Linked DNA regions of Mus musculus: all the other regions are linked to region 4. A link is a contact called in public Hi-C, HiChIP or PLAC-seq and promoter capture Hi-C data. All regions are on one chromosome and are shown on one strand. The core of a region is the stretch at or near the end of the contact, and the rest is flanking DNA. Distances in the headings are between cores, read along the strand shown.

The links. Promoter capture Hi-C pulls out the DNA fragments that hold promoters and counts their contacts. Hi-C and Micro-C count contacts between places; a contact is called where the count stands out from the background. HiChIP or PLAC-seq counts read pairs in DNA pulled down with a chosen protein or histone mark.
Region 1: a contact with region 4 is called in an H3K4me3 HiChIP or PLAC-seq map of embryonic basal ganglia, with 4 times the contacts expected there. The contact joins the enhancer-like site here to the promoter of Ajap1 in region 4. A contact is called at or near these places in 4 of 39 promoter capture datasets (the 3T3-L1 cell line, embryonic stem cells and stem cell-derived epiblast-like cells), 5 of 484 Hi-C or Micro-C datasets (cerebral cortex, embryonic stem cells, stem cell-derived neural stem cells and 1 more), 12 of 115 datasets of contacts at active chromatin or transcription factors (VIP interneurons, craniofacial prominence, embryonic basal ganglia and 7 more) and 1 of 9 other capture datasets (embryonic stem cells).
Region 2: a contact with region 4 is called in a promoter capture Hi-C map of hippocampal neurons, with 4 times the contacts expected there. The contact joins the enhancer-like site here to the promoter of Ajap1 in region 4. A contact is called at or near these places in 6 of 39 promoter capture datasets (the 3T3-L1 cell line, HPC-7-derived erythroid cells, cranial neural crest and 2 more), 7 of 115 datasets of contacts at active chromatin or transcription factors (embryonic forebrain, embryonic hindbrain, embryonic midbrain and 3 more) and 1 of 9 other capture datasets (embryonic stem cells).
Region 3: a contact with region 4 is called in an H3K4me3 HiChIP or PLAC-seq map of embryonic basal ganglia, with 3 times the contacts expected there. The contact joins the enhancer-like site here to the promoter of Ajap1 in region 4. A contact is called at or near these places in 3 of 39 promoter capture datasets (hippocampal neurons, liver and stem cell-derived epiblast-like cells), 10 of 484 Hi-C or Micro-C datasets (cerebellar granule neurons, cerebellum, cerebral cortex and 3 more), 10 of 115 datasets of contacts at active chromatin or transcription factors (differentiating embryonic stem cells, embryonic basal ganglia, embryonic forebrain and 6 more) and 3 of 9 other capture datasets (adipose tissue, embryonic stem cells and liver).
Region 5: a contact with region 4 is called in an H3K4me3 HiChIP or PLAC-seq map of neural tube, with 7 times the contacts expected there. The contact joins the enhancer-like site here to the promoter of Ajap1 in region 4. A contact is called at or near these places in 4 of 39 promoter capture datasets (cranial neural crest, embryonic stem cells, hippocampal neurons and 1 more), 9 of 115 datasets of contacts at active chromatin or transcription factors (embryonic forebrain, embryonic hindbrain, embryonic midbrain and 5 more) and 1 of 9 other capture datasets (adipose tissue).
Region 6: an H3K4me3 HiChIP or PLAC-seq map of embryonic hindbrain shows a contact between it and region 4, with 6 times the contacts expected there. The contact joins the enhancer-like site here to the promoter of Ajap1 in region 4. A contact is called at or near these places in 10 of 39 promoter capture datasets (the 3T3-L1 cell line, cranial neural crest, embryonic stem cells and 6 more), 1 of 484 Hi-C or Micro-C datasets (cortical neurons), 9 of 115 datasets of contacts at active chromatin or transcription factors (embryonic basal ganglia, embryonic forebrain, embryonic hindbrain and 5 more) and 2 of 9 other capture datasets (adipose tissue and embryonic stem cells).
Region 7: a contact with region 4 is called in a Hi-C map of cortical neurons, with 2.7 times the contacts expected there. The contact joins the enhancer-like site here to the promoter of Ajap1 in region 4. A contact is called at or near these places in 8 of 39 promoter capture datasets (embryonic stem cells, hippocampal neurons, liver and 1 more), 16 of 484 Hi-C or Micro-C datasets (cortical neurons and embryonic stem cells), 11 of 115 datasets of contacts at active chromatin or transcription factors (embryonic forebrain, embryonic midbrain, embryonic stem cells and 4 more) and 1 of 9 other capture datasets (embryonic stem cells).

Annotation. Positions count from the first base shown.
Region 1 is chr4:153,927,694-153,931,613 of GRCm38.p6, reverse strand. No RefSeq gene overlaps it. Among named protein-coding and RNA genes, the nearest start is that of BC039966, 21 kb to the left of the region's middle. Within about 2 kb of position 1,948, at least 22 of the 459 cell types and tissues checked have an H3K27ac peak or open chromatin away from gene starts, as enhancers often do. A contact at or near this core is called in embryonic basal ganglia, where this site is marked.
Region 2 is chr4:153,888,399-153,892,568 of GRCm38.p6, reverse strand. No RefSeq gene overlaps it. Among named protein-coding and RNA genes, the nearest start is that of Gm25880, 14 kb to the right of the region's middle. Within about 2 kb of position 1,953, at least 4 of the 459 cell types and tissues checked have an H3K27ac peak or open chromatin away from gene starts, as enhancers often do. A contact at or near this core is called in hippocampal neurons, where this site is marked.
Region 3 is chr4:153,062,156-153,065,932 of GRCm38.p6, reverse strand. No RefSeq gene overlaps it. Among named protein-coding and RNA genes, the nearest start is that of Gm31055, 100 kb to the left of the region's middle. Within about 2 kb of position 2,327, at least 14 of the 459 cell types and tissues checked have an H3K27ac peak or open chromatin away from gene starts, as enhancers often do. A contact at or near this core is called in embryonic basal ganglia and stem cell-derived motor neurons, where this site is marked.
Region 4 is chr4:153,480,287-153,484,540 of GRCm38.p6, reverse strand. Ajap1 (adherens junction associated protein 1) reads left to right here and starts at 1,711. Exons shown (of 6, transcript NM_001099299.1): 1 at 1,711-2,412. The coding sequence starts at 2,384.
Region 5 is chr4:153,852,389-153,856,152 of GRCm38.p6, reverse strand. No RefSeq gene overlaps it. Among named protein-coding and RNA genes, the nearest start is that of Gm31353, 13 kb to the right of the region's middle. Within about 2 kb of position 1,967, at least 21 of the 459 cell types and tissues checked have an H3K27ac peak or open chromatin away from gene starts, as enhancers often do.
Region 6 is chr4:153,789,989-153,793,899 of GRCm38.p6, reverse strand. No RefSeq gene overlaps it. Among named protein-coding and RNA genes, the nearest start is that of Gm31239, 10 kb to the left of the region's middle. Within about 2 kb of position 1,514, at least 11 of the 459 cell types and tissues checked have an H3K27ac peak or open chromatin away from gene starts, as enhancers often do.
Region 7 is chr4:153,765,388-153,769,699 of GRCm38.p6, reverse strand. No RefSeq gene overlaps it. Among named protein-coding and RNA genes, the nearest start is that of Gm31239, 35 kb to the left of the region's middle. Within about 2 kb of position 1,504, at least 12 of the 459 cell types and tissues checked have an H3K27ac peak or open chromatin away from gene starts, as enhancers often do. A contact at or near this core is called in cortical neurons, where this site is marked.

The sequences.
Region 1 (3,920 bases), core at 699-3,198, 450 kb before region 4:
GCTCAAAAAAATATTTTTTTTTTGTCAATAGGATCAGGTGATGGTACCACTCACCTCCCTGAGGCCCACTGAGGTGAGAATCAGGGAATACCCATGAAGCCCATGACGGAAACTGGCCCAAAGTTGGTCAGTCAGCAACAGGCCCAGTCCTGCCCAGGCTCTCATTGACATCTTCCTCCTGCCCTTTCTCAGGACCACACCCTGGGGGACAGGTAAGGACCCAGACTCATGCTAGGTGGCTTCTTCTGGACACATAGAGACCCACTACATTCCTGGATAGCATGTGTTATGGGTCAGTGAGCAAACCACTGAATGATAGGCTTGTCCAGACCTGGAGTTAAGATTGAGGCAAGGATATACTAGGCCTAGCTTGTCCCAGAGAGCAACTAATAGTGTTGGGCACTAGAGAGAAAGCAGTTTAGCCACATTTTGGCTCCAGGTAGTGTCTAGAAACCCAGTCACACAATAGAAGGCCCTGGGACTGGGAACTTACAGCGGCTGGTTGAGGAAGAGTCTTGGAGAGACAAGGGGCAGAGAAGACGGTTGGTTAGAAGGGAAAAATCTTCATCTCATGAAGCACATGGCCTGGATCATTTGGGGACATCCTTGCTCAGTGAATGCCAAGCTCCCCTGATGATGGACACAACGCTCATGTAACACACTGAACAGTCAGAGAGATTAAGAGCAAGTTTGAAGTTATTGGATACCCTGACAACTGTGCTGAGCTCAGATGACCTTTCCCTGAGGCCTTTGTGGGGGGCTCTTCCACAGAGAATGACCTCAGGACAACTTCAATGGGATAGCTGGGGAGGAATGCCTCAGGGGGGCTCACCTCTCTTCTCCCCTGGGGGCTCTGCCTTTCTCAACAGTGACAGTCTTAGTTTGTCTGCACCCAGACCTGCTAGGGAGCCCCTCAAATTCTTTCCTTAGCAGTGTCTCTGTGCCTAACACTGCCCTGACAGTGTTGGTGAAGATGACAGATACCTGGGGGAAGAAAAACAGGAATGGACAGGAGGATTTGATTTTAAGCCAGGGAGGAAGGAATGTGTTTGTAGGTGCTCAGTCACCACAGGTTCTGAGGTGTGGCTCTTGTGTGTTTGGAAGCTCATGGACCCCAGGGGGTGTGACAGTTGTTGGCTTAGTAGTCTTCCATGTGACCTCCCTCCCCCCACTGAGTTTTCCCACACCTCCCTACTGAACCTGTGCCTGGCCCTTAGGGTTCACAGCCCTAAGCCAAGTTCATGGCTGCTTTCCCCAGGCTTCACCTGGACTGTGTCCCACCTGTTTGAGGATGTTCTGGCATTTCACATGTCCAGCAAGAGCGCCTGCAAGTCACTGTCCCTCTTGGCCCCTTCAGAAAGGGAACTGAGTCTGTATCTCTCTGCCAGCTTTCCTGCCCTGGTGGCACATGCCTCTCTACAGACAGATGACAGATGTCTTGCTTGGCTGAGACCATCTGGAGTGTTCTCTTAAGCCCCGGCAGTTTGTGTACCCAGCAGGTGCTTAATGTGTGTAGAGTATCCTCCCTCCAGGCTGGGGGCTGCCTCCAAAGCACCTGCCCCATGGGCCACTGCAGAGTCCCGGTGGGGTCCCTCCCTTCATCCAGACCTTGGGCTTCCCCAGAGCAGAGACTCATTATTCATGTTCGCTGCTGCTCAGGTTGCACAGAAGGATGAGATGAAATGGTGTGTTCTGGGAGTTCAGTTCTTTCTCCCTAAGGAGGGCATTAGGATGGGGAAGGAATCTCCACTTCCTGTTTCTTCATTGTTAAGTCTGATTGACATCGTTCAAACCTCCTCCCGTCAGCACAGGCCCATCATCTTCATCCTTACCTGTCTCTGTGTGACTTTGAGGTGGAGGATGTTTCCTCCTTGTGGCGCTTCTGATGGCCGACACTCAGAGCCTCCTGCTCCCACAGCTCTGAGAAGGTCATGTGGCAGCCGGAAGCCCCACTTCCGTGGCTCCACCCCAAGACCAGCTGTAGACCCGGTTAAGTCAGGAGACTCATGGGTAGGCAGCGTGGACAAATCACGTGCTTGAGGCCAGAGAGCCGGAAGCCAGGAAGCAGTGGAGGGGGCTGGAAGCTGGGACTCATTGAGAACTCATGAAGTCTTGTGGAATACTTGGTTAGCTAATGGAGGGCTGGGAAGAGACCACCCACTACTCCATCCGTACTTTCCTGCTGCTGCAAGGACACATGACTAATGAACACTTAGTTTTGTTTGTTTATTAGTGCCAGGGATCAAACACCAAGCCTCGAGCATGCTAGGCAAGAGCTTTTCCATGAAGCCGTATTCTGAGCTCTTCCATAGATTTATCACGTCTACCAAGTCTCCTCTGCCATTTCACAGGGTCTAGTCATTAGGACAGGCCATGTCTGAATATCTTCATTCATCTCTACATTACTTTCAATAAGTGATCTAGTGTAAATGCCATGCAAATCTAATGCAAATATTATGTAAATAGCATGTAAATAACATGTAAATCCAATGTAAATGCTATGTAATCCAATGTAGAGTCTCTGTAAATAGTCGTTATCCTGTATTGTTTAGGGAATAATGACAAGAGAAAAAGTCCCCGTATAGATGTGAATTTTCTTCTTTTTAATTTTTTTTGATTGATGCAGGGCGTTTGTACATATTCATGAAGTACGATGAGATGTTTTGATTCACAGCTACACTGGGTACCGATCCACTCTGGTAATTAGCATATCTATCGCCTAAACATTTATCATTTCTTTATGGCGAGCGGATTCAAATTCATCTCTTTTAACTATTCGGAGATATACAACACACTCCTGTTAATCACATTCGCCCTGGCTCTGCTGTCAAATGCCTGTACATAGTCCCATATCAAACACCAGCAATGCAAGCTTCCCACCTCTGTCCTCCCCCCCCTCCTCTATCTCCCCTCCCCTCCTCAACTCTCTTTATTCTCTGGTCACCACTATTTTCTCAGTTTCCATGTGAGCAATTGTTTTAGACTATGCTCACAAGTAGATGCAGTTTTTCTGTAGTTTAATTTTGTTTGTTTGTTTGTTTTCGAGACAGGGTTTCTCTGTATAGCCCTGGCTGTCCTGGAACTCACTTCGTAAGCCAGGCTGGCCTCGAACTCAGAAATTGGCCTGCTTTTGCCTCCCAAGTGCTGGGATTAAAGGCAAGCGCCACCACCGCCCAGCTAAATTTTTTAGAATTTATTTTATTTCATGTGTATGAATGTTTTTAGCATATATGCCTATGCAGGGCATGCATGTATATGCATACACACATACATGTATAACCATGTGCATGCTTTTTGTCCATGGAGGGATGTCAGATCCCCTGGAACTAGAGTTACAGATGATTGTGAGCTGCCAGGTGGGTGCAAGGAATTGAACCTCAGTCCTCTCCAAGAGCAACAAATGCTCTTAGCTGCTGAGAGATTTCTCTAGCCTTATTCTCTTTTGTTTGTTTTGTTTTGAAATCTGAGGCAGTTTGAAGACTTGATGCAAATTCGTGGATCTGAAGGTCAAATTGCAAATTTATATCAGTATCAACCTACCGTCACATCTAACTCTTTTTTGAAAATACATTTATTATTGTTATTGTGTGTGTATAATATGTGTAAGTGTGGCCATGCACCCCTGTAGAGGTCAGAGGATAACATTTTGGAGTCAGTTCTTTTACTCTGGGCACCTGGGATAAAACTCAGGTTTCCAGGCTTGTGTGGGAAGAGCTTTTATCCACTGAGCTATCTTTCAGCCTCTATCTACCTATCTACCTATCTACCTGTCTGTCTGTCTGTCTGTCTGTCTGTCTGCCTACTCATCCATCCATCAATCATCTATATCTCTTATCTATCAGACATCTCCTATATATGTGTCTTAGTAACTGTTCTGTTGCTGTGAAGAGACAATATGACTGGTGCAATGTACAGAATAA
Region 2 (4,170 bases), core at 704-3,203, 410 kb before region 4:
AAATTCAATATTGAATTTGACAAAACCAAATCAAACCAAACCAAAACAAAACAAAACAACAACAACAACAAACCAAGCAGCTGGTGCTGGGCAGACTGAGGGCTGGGGTTGGTGAGGCTCTGTGGATCCAGGCTTGGGAAGCAGAGGATGGAGAATTTCAAGTTTCAGAGACCTTGTCTCAAAAATCTAAAAAACTTATTCTCTCTCTCTCTCTCTCTCTCTCTCTCTCTCTCTCTCTCTCTCTCTCTCACACACACACACACACACACACACACACACACACACACACACCACCTCAAATGTAAACAGTCCCCTTCCAACAGCAGCAGCAGCAACAGAAACAATGGGACTGGATTGGAGACATGGCCCAGTGGTTAGCAGTGAGGACTGCTCTTGCAGAGGACCTGAGTTTGGTCCCTAGCACCCATGTCAGGTGGCCCTAGGGAATCTGACACCCTCTCTGGCTTCCAAGGGCACATATGAACTTCCTGTACACATATGAACACACTCACACCACAGACACAGATACAGGCACACACATTGAGAGACAGACACACACAGAGAGAGAGAGAGAGAGAGAGAGAGAGAGAGAGAGAGAGAGACAGACAGACAGACAGACACACACACACACACACACACACACAGAGACAGAGATTGATTAAAGAAGACAGTGAAACAAAATAAAAAAGTCCCCTACTGGCAGATGCAGGTATAATTATTAAGTTGTCCCTGGGGCCAGCAGAAACCCCATAGTTGAGATCTGCCTGGCTGGCCACACCTGAGGCAGTTTCTAGAAGCCCCAACCTTTTTCTTCACTGCTTCCTCTGGGGTCTTCCAGGTGTGCCAGACACTCAATGCCAATGCAGGAACACTTCCTGCCCAGGGGACAGGGCAGGCTGGGGTCTGTATTATCTCCTCCCCACAGTCAGCTGGCCTGAGCACTCACTCCCCTGGCAGGGCTGTGCATTCTGCTGTTTCAGGGCACATCACACCCTCCCCAACTGTTGGTCACTTTAGGCTGGAGGTTAAGACTTTATGAAATGTCTTATAAAGCGGCTCTGCCTTGCATCTTCCACCAGGAGGAGGTGTGCACTCTGTAAAGAGGTTCTACCTCTGCTTTCTCCAACCCACTGGGCTCAGAAACTCTGCCTGCTTGTCTTGTAGGTAATGGGCTGGCACAGGGCTCACAGAACCTACCACCTTAATGCAGCTTGGGGAACACTCTCTCCATGCCCTGCCTTCTGCATAGGTCCAGCCCTGAGGGCAACTGCTACCACGGAGTTATAACTGATGCAATCTGAGAGCCCTGGGCAGCCTGGAACCAGTCCCCCCAACCCCGGATCCCTGCACCCTCTAGCCTGGCTCCTGGGCAGGCCTGTGTGTGTGTCCAGGTCCTAACCAAGGAGCTGGGCATCAGCGTGCTCATGTTTGCACGCGCTATCATTGGAAGGAGGAAGGTCAGTTTGTTTTACAAGTTGAGGCGTCATTCCCTCCTGCAGCAGACACTTCGTGCCAGGAGGCAGGGCAGGCAAACGCCAGCACTCCACTATGCCTCCTCTTCCCATTTCCTTCCATCTGGGTCCCAGCCCGTTAAGATGACGTCACCACGTTCACACCGTCATTCCCTACTCAGGTAGTTCTGCCAGAGTTGTGCACCACCTACCTCCTGGGATGGTCTAACCCATTTTGCTTGCTTGACTACAGGACAGACTATCACAGGGCCCTATGTTTGTGGGATGCTTCAGAATGCCAAGCATTCTGAACTATCTGAGAGTTCCCATGGAAACAGACCTGTGCCCCATGCCACATGGCAGAGGCAGAGTCTGCGGTGCAGACACCAGGCTGCCTTTTGTTTTCTCGCAGGACAGCGGGGAAACTGAGGCCACCAGTCTGGAGAGCACCGGTTGGTGGTCGTTCGGCTGACGGAGGCCACTGTGGGAGCTATTCCCCATTCAGAGGCTGCATCCTGTAGCTTGCTGCCAAGTGAACTTCCTGCCTGATGTATTTCCCTCCTACGATGAGTAAATGCGACGTTATGGGAATTTAGTAACGGGATAAACCACAGATGGAAAATCAAACACTTAGAAAAATCATTTAATGTTTTTATTTACTCCATATGAGAAGTCACCAGCCTGGGCTGTAATAGAAGCTGTTACATAATTTATGGCCACGAAACCGGTCCCTGACGCACCATACTCGCAGGCTTTGCAGGTCCCTGAGGCGCCCAATTCATATTCAGTTCTAGTTGGGCAGGATGGATGGCAGAGGGTGCAGAAAGGGGAGCTGCCTTCTGGAGTGAGCAGAGCTGAGCTGGCAGGGAGGCGAGGCAGGCACGGGCACACAGTGGTGAAGCCCTTTGCCATGGGCGGGTTCTGGGTTATTTTGACATTGGCTGTATGTTATACAGCCTAAGTAAAAACAAACCAATTGCTCAGAAAAATAGACCTCTTGTCCCACACTTTCATGATGCCCTTTGCAACACACACGTGAGAACTCTTCTGCAGAGAAGTTTGATCAAATGTTTTGACCACACGAACTATTAAATCCTTCCTGAAGAGAGATTTGCCAACACTCAAGGGCAGCTACAAATGAGCTTATCACCTGAATCGAGCCTGGAGTTCCCAAGTGGAGACTCTGCTGGGCCTTGGCTTGGGTGCAGCTGGGCACCTCACTTGCCAGTACCCACCCTCCCTCCCTCCCTCCCTCCCTCCCTCCCTCCCTCCCTCCCTCCCTCCCTCCCTCCCTCCTCCTGGCTTCTTTCCTTCATTTCTCCTTACCTTGCTCTGTCTCTCCCTTCTCTTTGCTCCCTCCCATGGCGTGTTTCAGACACACCAGAAGAGGGTGTCAGATCCCATTACAGATGGTTGTGAGCCACCATGTGGTTGCTAGAAATTGAACTCAGGACCTCTGGAAGAGCAGTCAGTGTTCTTAACCACTGAGTCACCTCTCCAGCCCGAGATTTTCTTAACGATTGATACAGGAGGGTCCAGCCCACAGTGGGCTATGTCACCCTTGAGCAGGTGGTCCTGGGCTGTATAAACAAAGGCTGATCAGGCCATGAGAAGCGAGCCAGTGAGCAGAAGTCCTCATGGCCTCTGCTTCAGCTTCTGCCTCCAGGTTTCTGCTTCCCTCTCTTCCTCCCTCCCTCCCCCCTCCCTCCCTCTTGTAGCTGGTCTTAGCTACTGAGTGGGTTCTCCTTTTTTTCCACCCTTTATCCCCCCAATTTCAATCCCTATCACTAGATAAGAAAGAAAGAAGGATGGGGTGGGGATAGAAATCTCTGAATCTAATTTATTTTTTCTTGTTTCTTATTTGAGAACAACTACTAACAAACCATAGTCGTTGCCCCCCCCCCCCCCCGCCCCCACACCACCAACCCAACTCTCTGGGCCCTAGCATTTATACACCCACTAAAAAGTTCTGAGAATTCCAAATGTCACACAACGACAGAAACAATCTGCCCCTGGCAAAATCACACCTCTGCTAGAGCATGAGGCAAATCATAGTCAGCTGATGCAGACAGTCTGAAGCAGCCCCTTATCCCCACACTTGGTACTAAAATGAAAACATGTTCTTATAATATTTCTGTGTTTTTAAAAGAAGCCCAAATTCCAGAATTATCACTACTCCCCTCCCCCTGCTTCTCTTTCTTTAAGAAAGGGTCTTGCTCTGTAGCCTAGGCCTGATGTTAAGATTTCAGGCACATACCATTTGATGAAGATTACATTAAATGTGAGATCAGGTCTTACTGAAGGTTTCTTGCTGTAGTTCTGTGACTACTGGGGAGGTCTTTGTTGCTACAGACAGGAAAAAAAAAATCAGCTTTAGAGTCTGAAAGAGGTCTTGGGAAAACTTTCCGAACTGGTAGAGAAACACACAGGCCCACAGAAATGGAGACTGAGGGCAGAGTCGTGCCTGTAGACAGAGACATGATCAGCTAGGATCCCCCGAGTCTGAGTTGGGGTCAGCTGACTCCAGCAACCCGCACTGGCTTCTGACTCTCCTGTGATCTTTGAGGTAGCTCATGGACACACCCCGAGGCCATGGCCAGGCTCAGTGGAAACAGGACAGAGGGCTTGCTTGGGCTTCCATGTCAGAAGGCACGCATGCGTGGATTTATTTTGCTTAACAGTTTTTATGTGTGTTCAGAGCAGGCATGCCAATACAGAA
Region 3 (3,777 bases), core at 1,078-3,577, 420 kb after region 4:
CACAGTAAATAATTTCTTCAGTTTGTTCTTATGGGGAATTTTATCACCGCACCAGGGGAAAAGACAAAAACAAAACAAAACAAAACAAAAAAAAACCAAAACAGACAACAACAGTAACAAACCTAAGACAGACCCCAACAGCAAAAGCTGTTCAGGTGGTCAGTTGCTCCATATCAAGAAAATGCATCAGGTTGGAAGTCTAGGGTGTAACACACAGCCACCATCTACTTTAAGGAAACATGAGATCCTGAAGACATGACAGGTCTGCAGTTCAGAATGCTGCCTGCCTCCTGGGGGCAATGAGCTGGGGTGGAGCTAGGATTTCCTCCTTTAGCCTTCTCCTCCACCCTCTGTGAGAAATTTTCATTCACATGGAGGGCACAGTTCCTCCTGTCCTCTCATGTCCACAGTGGGCTGGATCCACCATGTTTCTATTCTCCTTATCTTGGGATGTTTGGTTTCTTTTAAAATCCTGCTTGTCCACAGGGACTGGCCTCTCACGGCTGCACAGGACATCCCTGCAGAGGAAGAGTCTTCTGTAGACAAGCCAACGTTACCCAGCCCGTGCCCCAGCCACTACTTCAGTATGCTTCTTCTGACATTCCTCTCCAGCTTCGTTGTTCGCAATCCTAGCTCATATTGAGAGTATAGGTGCATACTTGCTTCATTAATGACAGAGGGCCACTGTTCAGTTGCCGAGAGCCAAAGAGCAATGCATTACAGCCAGAGGCCCCTTGAGTATTGGAATCAGCACACAAGAACATAAACCCACGGGTTCAGGGTGACTTGGGGGTTGTTCAGTTTTGATACCTAATCTGAGACCAATCCTGAAACCCTGAAAAAGACCTGCCATTCTCAAAGACGTTCCAGAATTCCCAGGCCATCCCACCCCTGGGCAGCATGACACATCCCTGGGTACTGGGCCTCTGGGCAGTGTGACCTAGCTCTGCATGGCCCTGGGTGCTCCCTTCTCTTAGGAAACCCAAGGATAAGTCTCTCAATGGCTTTGGACTCTGGTTTCCCTCAACCCCCTCCATGGATAAGAAGTCACAAACACATACGAAGTGAAGGCCAGTGGGTCTCTTGGACAGTTCTGGATCCATTGTGTTAAAAGGATGCTGGGAATTTTTATTCCTCCCCGAGCCCCATTGCGTCTAGAGACTGTAGCACGCACATTGTACTCATGGCCTTCTGAAATACAGATCTTCAGCTCTGTGTTCACACCAGCCGTGTCAAAGTGACATGGCCAACCACTCTCTGACTCCCTAAAACGTGCAGACATGATGTCTGTGCGTGGCACAAGTAGGTCATGAAGAGAGAGCAGGATGCTGGGATTAAGGAACTCAGAGATCCCTCATGCACCTGCAGAGCTCTGCTTTAGCTCTGGTGGCTGGGAAGGGCACCCCTGTGAGCCTGCAGAGCAAGCACTGCCTTTGTGGGCTGACTTTGGAGGACCGGCCGGGGTGTGAACCGCTTGCTCGAGGATGCACAGCTGCTCAGCAGCCCTGCCAGGATCCACATCTGTAGCTCCTTCAGCAGAGGAATACTTCCTTTATCTTCCGTCTGAAGTCTTTAATTTGCTTTTTCCCCCAAATTTGCATATATGAATCTAAGCGAGAAGGGTGAGGAGGGCTGCTGAAAAGCGCCCCATTATCTTTTGTCAGGCGAGACACAACATAGCTTTGCTGGCACCGGCAGCAGCCACAGGGATTCTTCCACGGCCTGATGGAGGCGCATGTGGCTGCTGGGCTGTACAGGCAGAGCTGGGAACAGTCATGTTGTCGCTCTCAGCACAGATATCCATTTGCTTGGTCCAAGTGGGGTGGGTCCTGCCTGGAGGAGTAGTGATCACTATGCAGTCGCAGTTGGAGCAAGCCCTAGACTTCCCTGTGATCTGGGGATTCACGTCCCTGCAGTGGTGCAGGATGGGAGTGGGCAAGCATGAGGGTGTCTGTGAGATCAGAAGAGAGTATGTAAGGATGGAGGCCAGAGTTTATAGGCACAGAGAAACAATCAGGAAGTAGTTCCCCCAATGATAAAAAGGACTGTGGATGACTGTGACATCAACACCTCTGGGAACAGTCCCGAAGCATTGGAAGGACTAAGGCAGGCGTGGGGTACAGATCCCAGCTAGAAGATCAAGGGCGGTGCCCAGGCCAGGGGATGTCAACACCTCAGTCCTTTGAGGGACGTGCCTGGAACCCCAACAGAGCCATCACTTCCCAGAGGGCCCCAGAAGTCTTCCCCCAGATGGGCAGTATGGAGTGACTGACAGACTGAGTGCCCTGGCTCCAGCTGTGCAGACACATCTGCAGGGACCCTCGTCTGGCCTCTCGCTCCCGGTGATGGATGGCTCTGAAGAGACACCAGCGCTCCAGATGGGAACAGCCGGTTTAATGCTCTGTTTCTAAATCTGAGGAGATACGGCATCCCATCATTAAAAATTCATTTAGACTTATCTTAATAGGAAACACTATAACTCAGCTGGACCCGCACTTGACAAATGGCCTTCCCTCAAGAGAAATCTTAAGGCAGGAGACAAGGCTCTCCATCACTGCATTCTGTGGTTAATTTCCACAGGGCTGACAGCGCCTCATGTTGTTCAGAGTCACGAGTGCTTACCCGCTGTCCTTCTGTCCAAGGCACCGCAAAGAGACACAGGTCTGAGCTTCTCAGACCCAGGATCACGTAGTAGAGGCTGAGGAGACTTAGTTAGACAGAAGCTTGCAGTGCTCCTTGGTTCTAAGAACGGGAAAACCTGGAAGCAAAGAAGGGTGGGCAGAGGAGAGACTCTGGCATGGAGAAAGGGCCTTCCGCCAGGAGAAAATCCTAACCTTGAAGGCTGTGAGCGTCCCGGGTCCAGCAGAGTCTTTCAACCACATAGAGTGTGATGGATAGTGCTGTGCGAACTTGACCCAAACTAGAATCATTTGGGAAGAACAAAGCCCAATTAAGTAAATGCAACCACAAGTCTGTCTTGTGGGCAAGGCTGGAGTGCTTCTTCTGATGGATTGATGAGGAGGGCCCAGACCACTGTGGGTGGTGCCAAGCTGGACTACAATATGTTGGGAAAAGATAAGGGGATCGAGTCAGTAGGCAGCCTTCCTCCGTGGCCTCTGCTTCAGTTCCTGCCTCCGGGTCCTGCCTTGACCTCCTGTTCTGACCTTCCTGGATGACAGACTGCAAGTTGTAAGAAGGAATAAATCATTTCTCCCCGAGATGTTTATGGTGTTTGTCACAGCACAGAAAATAGAGAAGGAACACACGGCGCCCAGCATCTGAGCATTTGGTTTCTAACATTCTGACCTGTCTTGTCTCTCAGAGCATCACTGGGCCTCAGAATCAGGCAGCAGCGGGGGCCCACAGTGCATGAGAAGAACAGAGACTTCATTCTGTTTGGATTCACTGATCTCCAGCCCCACTGGGCTCAGGAGAGCACCACACCTCCAGCCACTGGGAACAACTTGATCAAAACCTGCCTCAAGCTCGAGTGTCTATTTAGAGTGTCAGATGTGTCCCTCAAGCCATACTGGAGAGCGTCTCTATCCATGAACAGACTACCAAGACACACAGGAGTTTCACAGCAAGTTCTGGGACAGCATTTTTAACAATTTTGTCAGGCCTGGGTATTTTAGTTTTGAGTCCACTGCTGCGATAAAACATTATGACCATAAGCAGCTTGGGGAGGGAAGAGCTTATTTCTTCTTACAACTCTCAGGTCACGATCCATCACTAACAGAGTCAGGGCGGGAACTCAAGGCAGGAGCCTGGAGGCAA
Region 4 (4,254 bases), core at 462-2,961:
ACTTCCCTGCCTCCTTACTTTGTAAGATCATCTCCCTCCAACCCCCAGGACCAGGGCTCTGCGGGAAGAGGACCCAGAAGTGACCAGGCATTCAAAGCGCTGAGTCACCTGGGTGTCTCTCTGGACGACAGACTGGCACACAGCTAGTCGCAGCTGCACGTGCGCTGGGCCAACTCATTTAGTCCTAATTAAAACCTCCTGAGGGAAAGCACCGGAAACGGGTCTTGTAAGATGAGAAAGCCAAGAGTCGGAGAGGTTGCGTAATAGACATAGGACCCCAAGACAGTAGCACCCCATACCTAACTTCAGTCTCTTGCAACCATGCTACCTTGCTCCCAGATACTTTCTTTAGGGCCTGAGAGGGAAAACAGAACCATGTTGTCCTGTCCAGCCTGGGTGGGGAGAATCTCTGGCTGCCAAAAACCTTGGACTGGAGGCTCAGGGAAAAGGACCTGCCTGGGTGCACAGTGAATCCCAGGAAGACTGGCTCCTCCCCCCCCCCCAGCAACCCTCCCAGGGAGGCCTCACCCTCTCTCTCCTGAGGGGGGCAACTGCTGGGCTGAAGTCACTTGCTTGCAGCACCCTGGCAAGTCCCCAGTTGCCTCTCTTTACCTTCCCGGCTCTGACTCTAAAGTCCAAGCAGGAAGACCGCAGACTGAAGCTCATTTCTAAGGCCCCTGGCTTTGCATTTCTTCCCCACTATGTGTGGAGCTGAGAGCTGGCTTTTGTTCCTACAGTTCCTCAGGGACTAGGCAGCTAAGGCCTCCGTGGGATCCTCTGCCTTTATGTCACTCCTTTCAGTGAAAGGGGACCACAGAAAGCCTGTCTTTCACTAACCGGACATGCAGACACAACTAACCAGGTAGGCACCAGGGAGTGCTGGGTGGGAGAGTGGGCAAGATGTCTGGGAGTGCCAGGTTCAGAACTCCCTGGCTCTGCGAAGACAGCAGATGCCATAAAACCAAGAAGGAGGGGGAACTGCGCTGGAGACTGAATAACCGGGCAGAAGCATGCTCCAACCAAAGGCTGAAACTTCATCTGCCTGGAGAGAGGCCAGGCCCAGGCAGTGGGGAGACTCCCCAGGAGGACCCTCCCCAGCCTCTCGCATCGCCTGCGCCGTGCAGCTCCGCAGGAGGAAACTTTTCGCACAGCCTCAGCTCCCCAGTCCCATGAGAACCTCCTCTCCCCAAATCAGCCCTCTGCGTTCAATGGGCGTACTTAGAACAGGGTCCGAACCTCTTAACTGCTTCGCATGCCATCTGGTTACCGTGGCAACACCATCCGGCGGCGCCGGGCGGTCCAATCGGAGCCTGCGGCCTCTTTCGAGCCTTTCCCAAGGTGGAGACCCGGACGCGGCCAGGGATGGGGAAGGGGTGGGCCCGGTTCTTCTCTCTGGCGCCGCCCAGGCCACTCAGAGCCCAGGTCGCCAGTCCAGCTCCAGCGAGGTGGGCTGGCAAGCTAAGCCGACCGGCCGGGTTGGGGGCTCCGACTCCAGGTTGAGGGGCGGGGAAGGAGGGTGACGTGAGCCGGGCCCGGCGGGCGGAGTTGGGACCCGTTCGCGGAGGCGGGGGCAAGCGCTTCTGGAGGCAGACGCGCAGAGGGAGGCGGCCGAGCGGCGCGGGCGGCTCTGCGGAGGGCGCGGTGGGCGCGGGCGGCGGGGCCCGGGATCCCCGCGCGCCTCCTCCGCGCGGCGGCGCCGCCGCGCGTCCCCACGCCCCGCGCTCCACGCTTCTTCGCCCCGCGCCTCCCCTGCCCGCCTTCTGGCAGTCTCCGGGCCGCGGCTGTCTGCAGAGCGAGCGCTTAGACGGAGCTCTCCAGCAACTTGATCGGTGTCAGAACCTGGGACAGAGGCCCCTCGACCCGGCGGCGCGTGGAGGCGACCCGCGTGGGCCAGAGGGGCGATCTTCTCAACCCCCGGGCAACACCGATCACAGCCTCGCAGCTCCGGCTGCAGGCTAGATCCTCGCACGGCTTGCGGAGCCGCCCGCTTCGCTACTCGTCGCCCCGGAGGACGAAGCCCCGCTCCTCGGACCCTCGCGGCCGGCGACAGACCCGGAGTGCGCCCGCCTCGCTGCCGCCCGCGCCGTGTGGCCTGCGGTGGGGGCCCCGCGCCCCGAGAGCCGGCGGGAGGATGTGCGTCCCCGCGGGCCGGCCCGCCTGAGCCATGCGCCCCCTCGGCGGCGGCGCGCCGGCCGGCATGGAGCCCCGCGCGGCCGCGCTCTGACTCGCTGTGCGCCCCGCGGCCGGCGGGCGGCGGGCGGCGGGTGGCGGCGGCGGCCCGAAGCCGAAGAGCGGCGCCACGGGACCGGAGCGAGCGGGCGCGGGCGCCGCGCAGATGGCTGGGGCAAGCAAGGTCTGAGGCTGGGTTCCCTGAAACGTGACCATGTGGATCCAACAGCTTTTAGGACTCAGGTGAGCGACCCGGCTGGAGGCAGGGTGCATGGGGGGGTGGTGCGTGGGCGCTAGGCTGGGCTGCTGCTCACTGTTGCAAACCGAGGCACGGCTTCTCGCCTCCCCGAGGCGGCCCGCGTGGTGCACCCGAAGCCACGGAGCGCGGCCGCCTGCTGGTCCCTGAGGCCGGACAGAGAGAGGCAGGGAGCGGCCGTTCTCCTACGCTCCGCGAGTCGAGTGGGGTCGAGGTAGGGGCGCTTGCCCCAGTAACCTGGCAGCGGGGCTGGCCGGCGCGCCCGCTGCCCAGGGCGCCAGCAGCGCAGTGTCCTGGCCGGCGGCCCCGGCGCGGCTCCTCTCCGGAGCCCGGCGCGAGTTGCGGGCCATTGGGCGCGGTGGACTCGGGGGCCGGGGCTGACGCTGGATCTGCCAGGGAGAGCCACCGGCCCTCCCAGTTCTCGAGCAGCTTTGCCGTGGAGTTGGAGAAGCCCAGAACCCTACAGCCGCTCCGTCAGCCCTTCTCTCCGTTCCTAGGGCCCCTGGGCCCCTGAACTGAAGTGTAGTAGGAGCACAGCTGCCGACCCAGCTGCTTTGGGGTGACCTCCGGGCAGAAGGTCGCACGCAGCTGGCAGACAGCTGGGTCTGGAGAGCTTTTGGATTCTGGGGAAGCGACAACAGGCAACTGCCTCTAAGCACCTCTCACAGGCACACAGGGCTTGTCTGTGTCCGGGACCTTCCGGGCCAGTAGGAACTCAAGCCCAGTGCGGTTATGGGGCGGACCAGAAAGACCCTTCTCTGCAAACTTTGCCCACCTACCGAGTCGCTCAAGCTTCTCTGGATCCTGCCTTGGGGTCCCCAGAACGCAGTTGCCCCCTTTACAGAGCACAGTGTCTACTACCCTTGCCTTCATGTAAGGGGGTCTCTGGCCAGAGCTGCTGCGCCTGGGTCGGGATTTGGGACCCAGGTTGAACATCACAAATGGAAGCTGAGAAAGGCTGCTTGCGCTTCTAGTGTTTGTCCACTGGGATGCACTGCGCTCCCGTGTTGAGGATACAAGGGGTCGGTGGCTGCTGGAGCAGACTGCCTCAGTCACCCACCCCCACCAGCATGAAGCTGGGGAGAAAGTGGGGCCAAAGGAGGGAGGAACATGCGCGCGACCTGATTTTGAGAAGTCTGAAGGAGACTGGCATGAGAGTGTTTTCTAGCTGTCCTTGATTTGCGAGTGGTTCTGGCGCCCAGGAATACATGCTGGTCAGCATCATCTAGGGAAGACTGTCACGTCATTACTGGCATCCCCTTTCCTGGTGGCTGGGTTTGTTTGCGCTGTGGACTTTAAGAGGTTAATAATCGGGCCGATCTGCGATCTGCTCTGTGTGGGGCACCGGCTGGGCCTGAATCTTTCAGTGGGCTGTGCTAAGATTTAGGTTCCCGCAATTCTGGGGTGTGGACCAAACTAACCAAGGACATCTTTTCTGACATGAGCCTGATCTAGATGCCCTGTCTGTCTGTCTGTCTGTCTGTCTGTCTGTCTCCCCTTCTGCTTCCGACTGTCCCAGGGCTCAGCTAGATCCCAAGGCTTCCAGAGCAACCCAGTGGGATTCCTTCCCTGCCCAGAGGCAGCTTGAGCTCCTAGATGCAGCAGTCTGGCACTTGCTTGCCAGTGGCAACTTACCTGCACAAGTTGTTAGGTTGAAAGGGCAGTGCATTTTGATAATAGGGAGAGAACAAATGCCAGGCAGAGAAACCTCCTTTGGGGCTCAAAATTCACAGTTACCACAGAACAAGAATAACTGTGCAGGGACATGGCCAGACTTCCAGACATGGCTCTGTTACTGATTTTGAAGTTTGGCCTTTTAGGATCCCTCC
Region 5 (3,764 bases), core at 718-3,217, 370 kb before region 4:
GTGCCAGGCTGCAGCCTCTTGTGTTTGGAGATGTCACAGGGACCTCAGAGAACAGAGGTGACAGAGAAAGACAGCGGGTGTCCGTGCAGGGGGATAGTCTCCACTGGCATGTACATGTCTGGGTTCCCTGGAGGACAGAGAGAGATCCTCAGGGGTCAGACATCAGAAGGAAGAACAGCATCTTCACTGCATGGTGATCATGGGCTGGTGAGGCTCAGGGACAGGATGCTTGCTTAGAGTATGAGGATCTATCTAGCCCTCATCCCAGCATCTCTCCTCTCTTCCAAAAATCCTAGGGTCCTATTGAATCAAAAGAGTGACAGCCACTTGTTGGAGTGATAGATACTGGAAGCCAGACTGGGTAAGAAGGTCCCATTGGGAAAACATTACCATCCACCCAGGCACTTCTCCACTGCAATAGAGGCCATGGTGTATCCTTGCTCCACTGCCCGTCTCTGACGACTCCTCAGAGCAGTGACTCCAGACACAGGCATGCCAGTCTTGGTGGCTGCCTAGCATCTACTCCCACCTGTTCTATGGAACCTTCCTTTTGTATGGTTCTGTTTTTATACGTGCTTGTGAGTGAGAAACTGTGTCCTGTCTCTATGCACATGTGACCTTCTTTGGTTAGGAGTCTGGTCCTTCTGTGTCTTTCTTTCTTTCTTTTTTTAATATTAGTTATTTAATGTATATGAGTACACTGTAGCTGTCTTCAGACATATCAGAAGAGGTCATCAGATCCCATTACAGATGGTTGTGAGCCACTATGTTGTTGCTGGGAGTTGAACTCAGTCAATGCTCTTAACCTCTGAGCCATCATCTCTCCAGCCCCTGTGTGTTTCTTACATTTGGCAAGTGTTCTTTCTTGACTCTGAGCCAAAGGGGTGGTTGTGGGGTGATTCAAAACAGGAGCAGGGTATAGTAAGATGACAGTTGGGCTCATAGACAGCTGTGGGCAACTGTGGGCCTCTGATGGGTTGATGTGCCAGCAGGTTGGATGTCAACTGAACTAGGTGGCTCCCTTGGAGACTACAGGGGAAGGGTCACAGGCTTCAAATACAGTGATGGACAGCACAGCAGCCGGCACCCTCTCCTCATTTGCTTCTGTTTTGCATAAATATCACCAAAGGTGGATGCTGTGTCTGACTGTGTCTCCCAGGAGTGATGAAATTAGATACCAGGGGATAGCACTGAAGATGGGAGCTGGGGGGTGGGGGTGGTGAAATCATGATGGTGGAATACACAGCCCATAACTGACACCCCAGACTCTGAGCCTGGCCCCTTTACTCAGGGGGGACGTATGGAGATGAACGTGAGCTGAGGAGTGGTGGGCTCTTTGTAGATTGATTCTTCTTCACTCAGACCTTGACCTTCTAACCTCTGGCTCACACAGATCCGGGGGCTCTGAGGGGTACACTCAGATAGGGAGACTATCCGCAGGAAGGCACAGGGCACTCTGCACCCTGCCTCATAAACAGCAGTGCAGAGATTGCTCTGTCAGAACACTTCAGGGAGTTGGTTACCAGGCAGCCAGTGAGGGGAGGCTGGAAATTTGCATATGCAAATTATGCAGGACCAAGCCAAGGGATCTCACTCAGTGCTTTATTTGTGTTTCAGAAGTCCTTGAACAGGGGGACAGCAATGCCCAGTTTGGGATTACATTGTTATTAACAGAGGCCTTAAGAGGCCAGACAGTGGAGTCCACAGTGAGGCCTCTGCCATGCTTCACACTGGAGGTGAAGAAACTGGGGCTGGGACCCCGCCTGGGTCTCAGAGCCCAGTGGGCACCCTGGTGAACATGCTGGAAGACTGGGGTACCCTGGGCTCTCACCACACAATGTCCTGGTGGGAGGCTCTGCTCTCTCTGCCTCCATTCCTGCAGAAGCCAGTTGGGTGGTGTGTGAGCGAGCTGCTGGGCTCTGTGTAAGTCAGGGGTATGGGGCAGCCGCCAGCGCTGCCCCAACTGTGGTGTCCACGTGGCAATTAGCTCGGAATTGAATTTAGAAGACTGATTTCCTTAATAAGTGATCGCAGTGCGGTTGCTCCTCAGGATCTGGAGCTAGAAAGAGACATTTTGTGTGGCTTCACGGTTGTCTGGCCTCACCCCAGCTTCCTGCTGGGAATCACACACTTACTCCAGGCTATGCTCATCCTCCTGGGTCAGGGCTGATTCACCCCAGGCCCCTGAGGTGGTTCTCTGGGGCACAGCTGATCATCCCTTTCAGCCGGTCAGGCTGATTCCACAGCCCTGAGTTCTGTGGTGTGACTGTTCTTCCTTTGGTAAAAATTGGTGCTAAAGTCAGAGGTGCTGTCAAGGTAGGAAGAGGGGAGGGCTCTTGTTTCAAGACCCACAAGGCTGTGGGGATAGTAGGACATGGATTCCAAATCCCAGAACCACAACGCACCCAGTTAGTAAATCACTCTCCTTGCAAGCATCAGACCTGAGTTCTGGGCGTAAAAGCCACATTAAAAAGCTGGTACACATCTGTATCCATCCGTACATCTGTAATCCAGGGCTGAGGGGTCAGAGACAGGAGAAGGCTTAGGGCTAGCGAGTGAGCCAATCTGCTGAGTAACACTGAGTTCCAGGTTCAGTGAGTGATCCTGTCTTAACACACACACACACACACACACACACACACACACACACACACACACACAGGGAATATTTAGAGGTTCTCAAAGTGGGATGCTGGAGCCCAAGGGCTCTGGGTCTTTGATAGTTTGCCCTGGAACAGCAGCTGGCCAAGCTTCCCCTAGGGGAGATGGGGGTCAGCCTGCCTTTGGGCAGCTTTGGCAGCAAAATGGTCTTCTACATCTTGACTCACGGCCTGGGAGTCCCCTACCGTGTGTGGTAGCAGTGCAGTCTGGAAAAACCTCTTCTGGAGTGGTTAGATCTGTGTCAAGCTTACTCTGGGATGCTTCTGTTCCTGAGACTCAGAGGGAGGGCTCCAGCGAGGATGGTGGCCATCTTTCAGGAAACCGGAGAATGGACAGTGTGAGTCTGTGGCACTTGACGGTTAGAACCCGAGCTGGGAAAGGCTGGAGGTTCTCCCAGCCCTGTGCTCTCAGATGTCAGAACAGGCCCCAGGGGCTGAAGAGAAGACTCAGCAGATACAAGCTTGCTGCTCTTGCAGAGAACCTGGCCTCTCTTCCCAGCATTCACGTGGCAGCTCACAACCATTGATAACACCAGTTTCAGAGCATCTTATACCTTCTTCTGGCCTCCTCAGGCACCAGATGTTCACACAGTGCACAGTGTATATGTAGGCAGAACACTCATACATATAAACTAAAAACATCTAGAAAGTTTCTGTTAGAAGATCCTCCCGGGAAGAAGCATCAATAACGGGATTCCATTAGGGGGTCACCTTAGGAGAGTGCTGGGGCTGACACATCCTGGCACAGGCCCTGTCCACTGAACCCGAGAGTTCCCTAGGTTCCAGGCTAAAGGCTGAGAATGAGAGTTGGAGCTTGGAGCCTATGACCGCAAGGCATGGCCGGAAGGGGAGGTCTCAGATAGGCATGCTCAGGCGACCTCATGTCAACCTCCACTTCGGGTCCTTCTGAAGGTCTCCTGTTTCCTTGCCAGAAAGAAAAAGCCCTTTTGGAAGACCTAGGTGGATAGCAGGGTTGGAAACGTAGCTCCTTCCGGAAGCCATTGGCTCCAGGACCCTACACCGGTACCAAATCGTCAAATGCCTTACAAATAGTGTAGCTTTAGCGACATGCCACCGTGCCTGTCCCCCTTCCTGTGTTGGAGT
Region 6 (3,911 bases), core at 265-2,764, 310 kb before region 4:
GACTTTACTGCACCAGGGGCTCATTAAAACACACACCGAAGAACCTGCCTGGACTGGGGCCGTGGCTCAGTTGGCAGAGTGCTTGCCCAGCATGCACGAAGCCCTGAGTTTGATTCCCAGCAGTGCAGACAGAAACCAAGCACACTGTTTAAGATGTTATCCCAGCACTGGAGAGACAGGGGCAGGAGGACCAGAAGTTCAAGGTCATTTTCAACTACCTAGTTGGCTGGAGTCCAGCTTGGGTGGCATGAAATCTATCTCGCAAGAGCCCTTGGGGCTTAATTAAGCTTTAAATGAGGATTTTCCTCCCCTTTTGGTTGGTACAGGGAATCGTCCCTTGCCTTGGAGGAGGATTAGTGTCAGGTAAAATCTAGCTGTGGCTCCCAGACTTGGTGTGATGAGGGACTCTCTTCTGGAACCATCTCTTCCTTCCTTTGGCCATTAACACATAAACGCTCCCTGCCAAGCTGGGTCCTACTGAGAGCTCAGTGAGCAGGCTGCCCGGGGCACAAACCTTGATCCGGAGGAGGGCAATCACTCTACACTAAGGGACACTCCACTCCTGTGACCTGTCTGGACTCCAGGAACCCTGATGCTGCCAGAAGATGCCCATCCTCTATTCCCACTGTGCCTCAGCTCTTGGGGACCCCCAAAGCCTTTCTCAGTCCACTATCCTGAGCAGGAGGAACAAGAGCCCGAGGTGGCACAAAGGCAACTGGATCGATAAGAAATGTCACTGAGAATGTGATGCAGCCCCCGCTGGAGGCAGCAAGAATCCCAATCAAAGAATGTATCTTGTTGACAAACTGAATGTGAGATCAATTCTGAGCCCCTCAGAAACTAGTTGTTCAACTGGCATAACTCTCCCGCAGGTGACACCTGCTGAATACAAATTAATCCGAATAGGCAGATGTGGCCAGTGACAAGTTCTTTTCCTGGATGCTGCGGCAATCAAAACCCAGCAGGGAGCATCCGTCAGGACTCTGAGGCCGGTGCACCCTGCCTCAGTCTCCCGCCCTCTTCTGCAGCCCTCATAACTCACAGCTGAGAGGCAGTAAATCAATAGAAATATCTTCCTTGGGAAGGTCCTTGGTTGCAGGGTAATAGGTGTGCTGATGGGTCCCCTGCAGAAGACGTCAAATGATGGCTTGTCTCCCAGGACTCGCTTGAAGGACTGATGCTGCCTGGACCTGCACCTTGCTGGCTCCAGAGGCAGCCCTAACTGCCAGAGGAAGGCCATTGTGAGCCTAGCAGGAGCCTTGTGTGGGCTCGAAGGCTTCTAAGGCACATGGTGGTGCTGCCTGCCCAGAATCCCGGCAGGAGCTTTCATTTGTCACGAGAGATGGAATCTTTCAAAAATAACCCGTGTGTGCGTGCACGGCTCCGGCTCGCAAATGTCTTGACACTGCCAGCCTTTAATTAGCTGTGCTTTGCCGTCAGGGATGCTGCAACTGCCACTTCCCAGGCTGCAAATGACATCGTTGAGTCACCGAAAGCGAGAGGGAAGTGTGAGCTGGGAGGGGGCCTGGGTCACCTCGGCCAGTGATAATCTGCAGAGCCCAGGGACAGCAGCCCTGGCTGAGGTCACAAGTTGCCGAAGGCTGGCTAGATCTGGCTGCTGGACCTGAGGAAGCTTCATCCACTGCCTCAGGTATGCATTCTGCAATGCCAGCTGCCGTCCTCAGAGGCTGAAGAACATACACACAGTCACAGACACAGACATATATACACACACACACACACACAGACACAGACACATAATCACACACACATACATACATAGAGATACAGATACACAGAGAGACACACACAGACACATACAAGCACATATACAGAGAGACACAAAGACATAGAGAGAGAGAGAGAGCAAGAGGCACACAAACATACACACAGAGACACAAACACACACAGACACATACACAGATCCACAGACACACACATACACACAGACATAGACACACACACACACACACACACAGATGCGTGCACACACATACCACCAGGCTGACTAGAATTTGGAGACTGGTGCCTATTCCCAGAGGTCCATGTGGGGGTCTAAGCTACATCTTCAATCAGTTTTCATTTCCCTAATGACCCGTGATGTCGAGCGTCTCCTCACAAGTGTCTGGGCCTCTCCACTTTGGAGAGATGTGTACTGAACCATTGCTGCTTTCTGTCACTTTTAAATTAAGAAAACAGGCTTTGTTTTTACACAGCAGTTTAGGCTCTCGGGAAAAGGAAGATTTCCCATAATCCCTTCCTCCACACAGCACTTCACTGGTGGTCAGCATCCTCTCCAGAGGCTCCATCTGCCCCGAGTGCTGAGTGTGTCATCCCACCCAAGGCTCTCAGGCCACATCAGGGGTCATTCTGTCTCCAAATGCGTCTTCACCATGTTTTATTAGGGTGCTTTGGTAAATATTCTCGACTAAGGTGGTGCTGATCCTCCTCAACCCGACTTGGTTTGGGATCACCGAGGAGATGACCTTCTTGGTGTGCTTGAGAGGGCGTTTCCAGAGAGGTTAACCAAGAAGGGCAGATGGTGAGTGAGCAGCACCATCTGTGTGCTGGGGTCCTGAGCTAAATGCAGAGAAAATATGTACTGAGCACCAGCACTGCCCCCTCTGCCTCCTGACTGGACAGCTGCCTCTCACTGCCAGGAGAGACCGAGCCCTCAGCTTTGAGACCAATATCTCCTTTTTTCCTTAAATTCTTTCTTTCCAGGAATTTTGTCATAGCAGTGTGGAAAGTAGCTAAGGAGAAAACTGGATCAGGAGTGGGGTCCCTCTGCGATAATCCTCACCGTGGCTTATGGACTCTTCACTGGTGTGTCGAAGGAACGCGGGTGGGCTTTCTAGCTGTGGACAGGTAAAACCCAAAAGTCGGTAACCAGAGCTTAATGGGCCATCCTGGTGGGAGTGTGGGAGACCAGGATGCTGAGAGAAACGTAGTGGACAGAGGCCTGGATAATGAGTTTCAGAGGGGATCAAGGGCCGCGTCAGAAACCAGGCTGGAGGCCGTTTGAGTGTGTATTCTTTCAAATAATCTGGCTTTGATTTGCTGGTGTCCTGAAAGCCAGAGCAGGCTGAATTTAAAAAAACAATGGATGAATTCACTTGGTGGAGATAATTTCAGGATGGAAAGGCATTTTGGTTGGGACATGCCAGGCTTAACTGTTCATAGAAGGAGATGGAAAGGAAGGGAGAGGGAGGGAGGGAGGGAGGGAGGGAGGGAGCAAGGGAGTGAAGTGGAAACTTGACAGTTCTTAGGAGAGTCGGTTGTGTTTGATGGTACTTTGCTGGGGTAAACACGTGAAGGAGTTTTCCTGAAGTGGACACAGGTGAAAGACTAAGGCAGACTGGCGAAGGAACGTTTCACTGAAGTAGACACAGAAGAGAGGATTCTCTGCTAAAGCAAGCACATGAAAGGACACATGATGAAGGTTTCTTCGGTAACGACAGGCATGTATTGGCCCACCTTACATACACCTTACATTGCGTAGTTGAGATCCATAGAGAAAAATGCACCAAAAAACTTCTGGTGGTGTGCAGCAGTTTCTTGCTGCTTCCAAGGCCTCGGGCTGATTGGCAGAGTGCTGTCAGCTGAGACAGATGCTCGTGCTGAGGCAAGACACGTGGAAGATGTGTGATGTTTGGAGGGTATAAGTAGGACTCCACGGAGTGATGGAGACAGAGCTTGGCTTGCTGGTACAGCTAGCTGTGCAACACTTGTTGGCCTTCGCTGGTCTTCACTTCCCTGAGAGAGGCACAGCTGAGAACTTCTGGTGTTTCTGTTGGTCCCTCCTGCTGACTTGTGCCAAGGCTGAGGCCTGGCTGTCTCTGCTGGCTCATGCCACCACTGCTGATTCCTGTTTGCTATCCTGACTACTGAACTGGACTTGGACTGCTGGT
Region 7 (4,312 bases), core at 255-2,754, 290 kb before region 4:
GAGTGAATCTGAGAGTGTTCAGACATTAAAGAACCACCCCTGTCCTGCGACACACTAGATCCAGCTTTGCTTGATTCTCTCGGAAGTTGATTTGATAGCTTACTGTTTCAGTCCAAGTAAGAAGAGCTTTTTATCTGTAACATCAGCTCCACCTGCTTCCTCTTCCTTTCTCTTCCTCTCCTCTCTCCTCCCCTTCTTCCCTCCCCTCCCACCCCTTCTCCTCCCCCTCCCATCCTTCCTCTTCCCCTCCCCCACCCATCTTTTCCCCTCCCCCTTCCATCTCCTTTCCTCCCCTTTCTCTCTCCCTCTTCTCCTACACCATTTCTTCCCCTCCCTACTTCCCCTCCCCTTCTCCCTTCCTTTTCCCTCCCCTTTCCTGTTCCTTTCCTCTTTTACCTCCCTCCTCCCCCTTCCTCTCCCCTCCCCTTCCCCTCCATTTCCTCCTCTCCCCTCCCCTTCCCCTCCATTTCCCCCTCTCACCTTCCCTCCCTCTCTCTTCCGCTCTTGCTTCCTTTGCGTCTTTTCAAAAATACCTGCTCCTTGACATTGGCTTTTTGTGTCTGTAAGCAATTTGCTAGTTTACGTAAGCAAATCTTCCTTTTCAGGTTCACAAGCTCTGAGCACTGTAAGGCACTTTCTAGTCTTTTGTGCAGTAGGACTGTGGAGACAATAAGCTCTTCTGTTCTAAGTTTTGAAGACATTTATATCTTTGTTTCATCTGAGTCGGCTTTAGTGGGGGCCTGGCATTTCTCCTGAATAGCTCTTCAATTCATAACGTAGGGTTTTGTTCTTTGTTTTTTTCTTTTTCTTCAAATGCTGGTTTTGTATACAGAGACTCTTCAGTTTGCTTTCCCAGTGCTTGGCTTGGATCTCATTTTGGGTTTTATATCTCCTGGTATGTCAGCTTCATGTTGCTTTCTAGTTATTTTATCTTTCTGTGCCGGGGTGTGGAGAGCCCATCATTTCCCCTCTGTGGTCATGTCCCAGCATCACCGGAGACTCTGAGACCCTAAAAGAGGTAGGGACTCCTCCTTATGAGCAAGCAGGCTGTTCTGCGCCTAAGACAGCATACACATCCTCTTAGCTAACTCAGTTGTTACATTGTTGCCTGGAGACAGGTCCGCTCCCACAGTGAAAGCCTGGTGTTCAAAGTGGCTCCAACTTCCTGTGTTATCTTAACTCATGTTTCTGACCAACTCCCCATCCCCAGGCCCCAGCAAACAGGAATTTTCACAGCTCCTCAGGGTGAGGGGAACCCCTCCTCTCATCTTTACTTTGTATCTAAACACTCAACAAGTTTGTAACTTTAGATTTTTGCATTAAGGTCATCTCAGTTGATTTTCTATTTCTGTGATAAACAACAAGACTGGAAGCAGATGGGAGAGGAAAGGGTATCAGGCCACAGCTTTTTCCTGAGAGAACTCAAGGCAGGAACTGAAGCAGAGGCCAAGGAGGAGTGCTGCAGGCTGGCTTGCTCCCAGTGGCTTACTCAGCCTGCTTCCTTACACAACGGAAGACCACCCGCCTCTGGGTGACACTATACACGGGTGGGCTGCGTCCTCCCAGACTGATCATCAGTCAAGAAAGTATTCAACCCATAGACCTGCATAAAGGCAATCTAATGGAAGCAGTTTCCCATTTGAGACCCCTTCTTCCCAGCACGCAAGAGCTCGAGTCCAGCCGACAAAAAACAAATAGCACAAAATAGCTTCATGGTTTTGTGAAAGACAGAAGTTCTGGGCATCCTGATTTGTCCCTGTGACGTGTGACATGTGCAGCTGGTGCCGTTGTCTCCGGTTACCTCTGTTCTTTGCCAAGGATCAGTTCATTGCGCTTGGGTGGGTCTATTTCAGAATCTCCCTTATATATTTTATTTCTGCTTCATTCAGTTTTAAGAATCTGGCCAGTTTCTATATCCCTGTTCGTCAGGAGATGCGTTTTCCTGTCCCTTTTGCTTCTTTTAAAGGATCCTTGTGTCCCAGACTCCCTTCTGGCTTCCGTCAATAGTAACTGTTCATACTGAAAAAAAAAATACACCCTTCAAATAAATCTTGATGTTTTTGGCCATCAGAGAAACAAGCCAGGAAGGCCAGGGATATTCTTAGAGTCCAGGGCTCCCATGGGATGGGATCACAGATGGGAACAAGTTACCAGCTCCCGCCTCACTGCGTGGAGGAGCAAGGACTTCTGTCTCTCTATCCTGTCCCAAAGTCCATCCACGTGTCTACCATTTTTCCCATGTCCAAACTCCACTGTACTCTCTCAGTCATAGTGGCTGGGAAGGGAGCTCTCGGTATCACACAAAGGAGCGCACGAGGTGAAGGGAAAACAGCAAGGTAACTTCTTTTTACAAAGAGGGTACGCCAGAACCTAAGCTGGGCTAGCAGGCATGCTCAGCCAAGACGGCCTCTTTTTGTTATCCCTGATGTAAGTGGGGCCTGTGTCTCATCCCAATGGTGAGAGCTCTAACTTCACAATCTGACCCAGTTGGACAATCGGTGTAAAAGGGAGGGGGAAGGCTCAGGGAATATGAGCCCTGGTCTTCCTGAGTACTTTCAATAGGAAAAATAATGTTTCTTATGTAGTACGCCTTTTTAAAAGGCAAAAGTACGTGTTGTACGCAGTTGATACAGCATTTGAAGCTCAGAGGTTCTGCTTCCTTAACCACAGCCGTAGCCTGGATGATGCGTGGCTAGGGACAGCTCCCTTTTACCTTGTTGCATCTAATTCTGTTCCCATACACATTTGAAAATAAGTACCATTTATGTTTAATAGAGTGTTTTATGTCAACATTTTGAGTGATGGCTTTAATTTAATCCATAGAGAATCGTGTTTTTCATTTATTTATTATACCATTATATGATCCATTTTCTTTCAGTTTTCCATTTGTGTGTGTGCGTGTGTGTTGTATGTGTGTGTGTGTTTGTTTGTATGGACACAGTGCATGTGTGTGCATGTGTGTGTATGTTGTATGTGCTGTGTATTGTCTGTAGGTATGTATATGTGGGTGCATGAGAATGTAGAAGCTAGAGGGTAGCTTCTACTGGCAACTTTGGTCTCCTTTGAAGGCAGAGTCCCTCAGTGGCCTGGAGTATCATCAGTCCCCTCCCTGGTTGGCCTGTGAATCCCAAGGATGCTCCTGTCTCTGCCTCTGCAACATGAGCTAATGAACTTGTGCTGCAAGCCTGGTGTTTGTATGTGAGGTCTGGGGAGTGGCCTCAGGTCCTCATGCTTGCAAGGCAAGCTCGTTACCAAGCGATCCACTCCTCTGCTGCCCCTTCACGTTTTAAATCCAAAAGCAAAAAAAGTATGTAAATTAAGATTTAAATGTAAGGATTGTTGTATGTGTGTACTGGCATACTTGTGGGTGGTGTGTGTGTGTGTGTGTGTGTGTGTGTGTGTGTGTGTGAGAGAGAGAGAGAGAGAGAGAGAGAGAGCGAGCCACGGTGTGTGGAAGTCAGAAGATAATTTTCTGGAGACAGTTCCAGGACCTGGCATTGAACTCAGGTCTTTGGTTTTGCTTGGCAAAAGCCTTTACCCACTGAGCCACCTTGCTGTCCCAAAAGGAGATGTTTAATTGTGAGGCTTGAGGTGTTGCTCAGTGGCAGGGCCTGTGCTTGGTGTGCCCGAGCTCAGTCCACAGTATAAATAAAAGATGAGTCAGGTTTTTTTTTACCCTCATTTGTAGGCGATCACTTCTTCAATTGGTGTAAGGCTGATGGCCACAGTGTTCTTTGACCTCCCGAGAGTGTTTTTGTCTAAATATAAAATGATGAGTGTGTTATCACCATGCTTATGGTGAGCTCAGCTCTTCTGCCCCCATACCTTTTTTTTTTTTTTTTTTTTTTTTTTTTTGCACCCGGGAAGAAGGAATCTCAGTTAAGTGGTCTTGGGTGGTAAAACAAAGTAGACTGAGCAAGCTGTGAATAAGCAGCACCCTCCGCGGCCTCTGCATCAGCTCTGGCTCCAGGTTCCTGCCTCTACTTCTTGCTCAGACTTCTTCTGATAACGGACTGTAACATGTAAGGCAAATAAACCCATTCTTCCATAAATCGCTTTTGGTCAGTGTTTTATCACTCACACATGCACACATACGTGCCTATACACACACAGGCACACACATGCACACATGCATACACACATACACATGCATGCGCACATGCATGCACACACCTACATACACTCACACATGCACAATACAGGTATACACACCTGTACACACATGTACACATGTATGTGCACACACACCTGCATGAACACACACAGGCACACACATGCATATACATTCACACACAAGCCCACACATGCACAC